2 separate regions of the Pan troglodytes genome follow, and region 1 is linked to region 2. The links are chromatin contacts, called in public Hi-C maps. All regions are on one chromosome and are shown on one strand. Each heading gives the region's core, a stretch centred on a gene start, on an enhancer-like site or on the middle of the called end of the contact. The rest is flanking DNA. Distances are from core to core; before and after follow the strand shown.

Region 1 (3,366 bases), core at 23-2,522, 770 kb before region 2:
GCGAACCCCATCGCCTCGCGCGCCCTTTGGCTCCGCTGGTGCGTGTCGGGGATGCGGCCGCGCAGGCGCTCGCTCCCTGGCTTCCTGGCCGGGTAGCGGGCGTTCGGCTACCGGAGTCCAGCCTAAGGGCCCAGCCGAGGTCTCCCCGCGCGAGGCGGTTGCGCTAGGTGAGCGGGTACCGCGGCCGCGCCTCCCTTGGCATTTACTCAGCGGTCAGGGGCATCCTGCGTCTGGGCGTCCCAAGTGCCTTCGGCTGGGTGCCCCTGTCCGATCCTCAAAAGGAAAGCACAAATCCCGGGTGCGAGTCTAACCCAGGACCGAACTTTCCCGCGAACCTGAAGTTACCATGGGGCGGGAGCCACCTTAGCGCCGCGTCCGCCCGCCCCTCGCACCGGCTAGGATGCTGCGGAAGGCAGGGGCGCCGAGAGGCAAGGGTGAAAGACGCCGTCCATACCCCCAAAGCCCGAACCTGCATCTCCTGTGCGAGGCGCGGGGCGGGAGGACCGCTGCAGTTGGGAGCCGGCTCCGGACAGGCAAAGCGACCCGACAGGTGAACGCGGCGGGAGGGAGCAAACGCGTAAAAAACCCTGCACTTACTTCTTCGCTGGCGCCTTCCCCGGGAGGCGTTTTGGCTGCCGATGTATTCCATAAAGTTCAAAATGATAAAAAGCCAAGAAATCAGTCGCAAGTGCATAGTAACCCAGTAATGCTTCCCTTCCTTTCTCCTCTTTCTTTTGATTGTTAATTATATTTAATGTTTTTAAAATATATGTAGGTGTTAGGCGTATATAGACAGTGCCCGAGCAGCGGGACTTCTCCTCTCACATCCGATAGGCGTGCTGTGATGGCAAGCGAAGTGGGGCGGGTGGACAGGGAAACCAACTATTGTACTTTCAAATTATCCAAGCACTGAACTGCGGCGGCTTCGCTGGGGTGGCTGGCATCGCCGCGAACCGGGGTTCCAGGAGCCGCCGGGGCGGCCGCAGGTAGCATGTTGTGCGGCAACTGCCGCAGGCGGGATCCGGGCGGGCGAGCGGCGGCGGCGGCGGCGGCAGCGGCGGCCCCTTGGGCTCAGAAGCTGCGGCGGCTGCGGCTGCAGCGGCGGGGGCCCCGGGAGCGCAGGGGAGCGGGCGCCGTCGGCACAGCGGCCATGGCCAAGGGGCGGCGGAGAGACCCCGAGCTGCTTCTGGCGTGCGCGAGCAGGAGACGCTCCAGTGTTGGGCTGGGCTCCCGGGAGCACCACATAGGGGAGGAGGAGGAGGAGGGCAGGGAGGGGGGAGGGAGAGGAGGGCAGGGAGGGGGAGAGGAGGGGGGATGGCTGTGGGGGGCGGGGGGAGCTCGGGGGCGGGGAAGGAAACTGCTGGAGCAACAACCCTGAGCGACCTCAATAACTTTCAATTTCAAGAGGGAAAGAGGGAGCTGGAAAAGTACAGGCGTTGCGCTTTGGCAGAGGGACGGGAAGAGGCGCCTAAGGGGTCCCGAGTCTACAGCGCAGCATCTCTGGACACTGCAGTGACGGCGGGAGAATTCCAGCCAGAAGAATGGGGAAAGCAGTGCGTGCGAAGAGCCCCTCCAGAAGGGCAGCTCTGGCGGGGAGACTTGGGCGCACTGGGGCTGGCAGGCAGTGTTGAGGCCGAAGACCCCCCCACCCATCCCAGTTCGGCTCCTCTCCGCGGCCTCAAGCTAGGCGCACCCGGCTGTTGGTGGCCGTGCGCCCCTGCGCCCTTGTGCCCCCGCGCCCCCACCCCATCCCCAGCGCCGGCGCGCAACTACCCTCTCCCCCTTGGCAGATCGCTGGAGAGTTTCTGGCTGCTGACTTGTTACCGGCTTTCCTGACCTTCTCCTCTGTTGCCTTTCTCCCTTTTTCTTTTTCTTTCTTTCTCTCTCTCTCTCTTTCTTTCTTTCTTCCTTCCTCTTTCTTTTTCTTTCTTTCTTTCTTTCCTTCTTTCCTTCCTTCCTTCCTTCCTTCCTTCTTCTTTCTTTCTTTCTTTCCTTTCTTTCTTTCTTTTCGGCTGCAGTTGGTCGCCAGGCGGGTGGTGGGGAGGAAACTCTGTGGGTGCTGCCGGTCAGCTACTCTGAGGTTTACCTGCTCCGAGCGGGGAGGACCCAGAAGTGTGTGCGCTCAGGACCTTCCCGTTGGAAATGCAGCTGTGCTACGGCTTTCTTCCAAACCAAGGCTTTTCTGTGGCTTTGGAAGATTCCTTTCCCGCTCAGGCAATTCCCTCTATAGTCAGCTCGCCCCCCTTGGAGTTTTCTCTCCCACCCTCGGTCTCCCAGTGTTCTTGAGAGGATCTGTTGTACATTTTAATCTCGCATCTGGAAGACTGGGAATAAGATTTGGAAAGATTTTCCCAGTCTTGGGGAAGGAAGGGGAAGGTCCACTACTTTCTTATCTTCCCAGCCCAAGTGGAGGCCCAAGGCAGCAGAGAGTAAGATGCTCTGGCCCACCCAGGGATGGGAGAACAGAGGGCCGGCACCCCTGAGTGGGGCACACCCTGGCTGTCGTTAGTAAATGGTGAGCTTTCCACGTCTTTTCTCCGGTAGCACCAGCCGATGAACTTTTCAGTAATTACTGAAGAAGTATTTAGTCGAAAGTCACAAGCCTCAAGTGATTTTAACATAAGCCTGCCCTATGTATTATATTTAACAGAATATCTGAAGGACTACACTAGCACTACAGGTTAACACAGCAGCAAACTTCTGGGAGGTCACTTTGAAAGAGTCCCTGATTCATAGGTGCTTTGCTAATTTTTGTGCTCAAATAATTCAGTGTAAGTCAATTGCTAAAGCCTTGCAGAGTAGCAAGTGACACTTGCACTTCTATCTGCTTCCTCCATTTGTAATCCCTATTACTGGATTGCCTTCAATTTATGTAAATTAGGTAAATTTACATGAATTAGAGCATTTTGTAAGTTTGCAATGCTGTGAATTGTATGTCTCTGGAGTCCTTTAGTGGTATATTTGTTATACATCCCAAAAGTAGGATAGAGGCGATAAAGTGGCCTAGATGCAAAAGGAAGGGAACTTGAAATATGCATTATTTTCAAGATGCTAAAAATTAGAATCTGAGAGATGGCCTTTTGATGTTAATTCTTTAATTAACTATCATTTATTATTTTGCATGCTCGTGTTGGAATTTCGAAAGTAGGCATAGTTTCCTTTAGGTTTGATATTATGAGGAAGATGACACCTCAACAGGATTATGATTTTTGCCTTCTTTTTAAGAGCTCCCATTTACAACATCCCTCTTTCAGTGGTAGAACTTTTTCTGTACATTGTATGCACATGTGTGTGCACACCCCCACACACAGACTTTCCATCCTTTATCTGTTGCAAAATGTCTACTTATAAATGACTGAGTTTATC
Region 2 (3,187 bases), core at 660-3,159:
TCCCAGAAACTCTCCACTTAGCAGTACACTGTCTCTAGGTAGTGTTGTTGTTCATTAAAGAAACAGATCTTGGTGGCTGTTAATCCACAAATAATCTTCAAATTGAGACTAACATAAGTAATTTTTATTTTGAAGTATATTTTTAGATTAACTAGAAATATGTTTTTAAAACAAAATTTCAGCATGCAAGCCAAAACTGTCCCAGCTCCATACAAAAGATATCTTTGAAGCAACCATCTTCCACCAGCAGTATTTCTCTTACGGGTAGCTTTGGACAAATCAATAAGAGTGTTTCCAGTATGAATCTTAACTCCAAAAAGCCTGTTTTCAGTACAATTTTAAAAGAAATTACAGGAAATCATAGGAGAAGAAATCAGAAGACAAGACATAGAAAAAAGAATTAAATGCTACAGAGACTTAGAAAGGTTATCAACAAAACAGTTTTTCTCCTTTAGGGCTCTTATATAAGCAAAATTAAAGATACTAGTGCACTCAGAACTGTTATATTTAATCAAGGTGGGGGACAAGATAGCACTAGACAAAGCCACGAAGCGCTGTTCCCACTGAGAGAGAACGAATTAACAAGTAAACCAACATAATCTGGGTAGATCTTTGGAGAGAAAACACTGAGGGTGGATGAAGAGACAAGTAACACTGAGGCTGAAGAGGAAGCTGAGCACTGAGACTGAATCGGGTGCACCAAACAGCTCCTAGGGAAGGAGTGAAGGGACTGAGGGACAGCTCAATCTCACTACAGACCACTGGGATCCTAGCTACAGGGAACCCCACACCCCCATGGGCCTGTGAATTGGCAGAGGAATATGGCCAGGGAGTAAGCAGACAGGGCCTCAACTGGCACAGAGCCCATGAGCTTTTGTGCATAGGGTGGCTCCAACAAAGGGCAGCCATAGATGCTCACTCCCACGGCATGTCATCTCCCTCTGAGAAGCTCCAGCCCCAGCTGACTACCAAGCCAGGAAAGGGCAAGACTGGCTTTCCTGCAGGACTGGGGTGCATCAGTTCTACAGGCCCTCCTGCCCACCAGCCCCTCCCAGGGCCCCTGTCGACCCACTCCATAGAAGTGTGTGCACAGCGCAGCCTCCAGGGCCCAGCCTGAGTGCTCTAATACACCTGAGTACTTTCCGGAGAGCACTTTGTATCCCCCAGCAGAGCCAGAGCCCAGCCCTAAGCCACTGGCCCTCCCAGCCTGCCAGGGCTGTGGCACACAGCTCTGGAGTACTGAGCTGAAAGTTGTGGCCGGCACTTAAGCAGAGGAGCCCCCATTTTCACAGCAGTAAGAGGGACAAGATGTGTGGCAGTGGGGCATGCCTCTTTCCACAGTACCAGTTCAGAAAGAGTGTAGTCTATCTCCCTGTCCTGGCCTCTACCTGATGAAGTCCCACAGCCTGGAACACTCAACAAAAGAAAAATGAGAGTGGTGCTAGTGACCAAGGGGATTCCCTAAATGCCCAGGAGCAGGCCTGGTGAGGGTGTCATCTCTCTGCCCACCACAGAGCATGGTTATGAACATAGAAATACAAAAGAGGCTGGGCGCGGTGGCTCACGCCTGAAATCCCAGCACTTTGGGAGGCCAAGGCGGGTGGATCACGAGCTCAGGAGATCAAGACCATCCTGGCTAACATGGTGAAACCCCATCTCTACTAAACATACAAAAAATGAGCCAGGCGTGGTAGCCGGCGCCTGTAGTCCCAGCTCCCCTGGAGGTTGAGGAAGAAAGCATTAACCCAGGAGGCGGAGCTTGCAGTGAGCCGGGACTGCGCCACTGCACTCCATCCTGGGCGAGAGCAAGACTCCGTCTCAAAAAAAAGAAAAAAAGAAAGAAAGAAATAGAAAAGAGCCACACATCTTGATTAAGAGCCCATCTACCCGCAATTACTCTTAAGCGTCTTAAGCGCCATCTACTGGATAACAGCTGAAACTATAACACCAAAATTATCTAATATACATCCCTGTGAAAACAAGTATAAGAATTCATCCACAAATAAAAATCCCATACAGAGTCATGACCCTCTGAATGCATCGCGAAATGAACCCAACTTACTATATTCAAACTATACCACAGTTAAGAGAATACTAGCCCCTCCAGATGAGAAAGAATCAGTGCAAGAATTCTGGCAATTCAAAAAGTCAGAATGTCCCCTTAACCTCCAAATAAGCCCACTACTCCCCCAGGAATGGTTCATAACCAGATTGAAATGACCAAAATGACACACACAGAATTCAGAATCTGGATGGCAAAGAAGCTCATTGAGATTTATGAGAAAGTTGAGACCCAATCCAAGGAATCCAGTAAAATGATCCAAGAGCTGAAAGATGAAATAACCATTATAAGAAAGAAACAAACTGACCTTCTGGAACTAAAAATTCACTATGGAAATTTCATAATACAATAGAAAGTAGTAGCAGCAGAATAGACCAAGTTAGGGGAAACAAACAAACAAACAAAAAAAAAAAACAAAAAACAAAAAACAAAACCCCAGAGCTTGAAGACCAGTTCTTCAAATCAACTCAAATGAGAAAAAAAAATTTTTTTTTAAATTAACAAAATCTCTGAGAAATATGGGATTATGTAAAGATACCAAACTTACAAGTCATTGACATTCCTGAGAGAGGAGAGAGAATAAGTAACATGGAAAATATATTTGAGGTTACATATCACAAAAATTTCCTTAATCTAGCCAGAATGGTTGACATGCAAATTCAAGAAATACTGAGAACCCTAGCTAGGTACTATAGGAGACAACTATTCCTAAGGCATAGAGTCATCAGATTCTCCAAGGTCAATGAAAAAGAAAAAAATCTTAAACACACCTAGAGAGAAAGGTCAGGCCACATACAAAAGGAACCCCATCAAGCTAGCAGTGGATCTCTCAGCAGAAATCTTACAAGCCAGAAGACACTGAGAACCTATTTTCAGCATCCTTGAAGTAAAGAAATTCCAACCAAGAATTTAGTATCATACCAAACTATACTTCATAAGCGAAGGAAAAATAAAATCCTTCCCAGTCAAGCAAACACTGAGGGAATTTGTTACAATTAGACCGGCCTTATAAGATGTCTTTAAGGGAGTGCTAAATATGGAACTGAAATATGTTTTGCTACCACAAAATCAAACTTAAGCACATAGCCCACAGACAATATAAAGCACCTACACAATCAAGTCTAC

Evidence for each region. Hi-C and Micro-C count contacts between places; a contact is called where the count stands out from the background.
Region 1: a Hi-C map of induced pluripotent stem cells shows a contact between it and region 2, with 2.6 times the contacts expected there. The contact joins the promoter of RSPO3 here to the enhancer-like site in region 2. A contact is called at or near these places in 3 of 7 Hi-C or Micro-C datasets (induced pluripotent stem cells and stem cell-derived neural progenitor cells) and 1 of 1 datasets of contacts at active chromatin or transcription factors (stem cell-derived excitatory neurons).

What each region holds. Positions count from the first base shown.
Region 1 is chr5:139,005,089-139,008,454 of NHGRI_mPanTro3-v2.0_pri, reverse strand. RSPO3 (R-spondin 3) reads right to left here and starts at 1,272. Exons shown (of 5, transcript XM_001166327.8): 1 at 598-1,272. The coding sequence starts at 694.
Region 2 is chr5:138,239,118-138,242,304 of NHGRI_mPanTro3-v2.0_pri, reverse strand. All of the region lies in intron 2 of CENPW (centromere protein W), which reads right to left. Among named protein-coding and RNA genes, the nearest start is that of CENPW, 22 kb to the right of the region's middle. Within about 2 kb of position 1,909, at least 2 of the 24 cell types and tissues checked have an H3K27ac peak or open chromatin away from gene starts, as enhancers often do. A contact at or near this core is called in induced pluripotent stem cells, where this site is marked.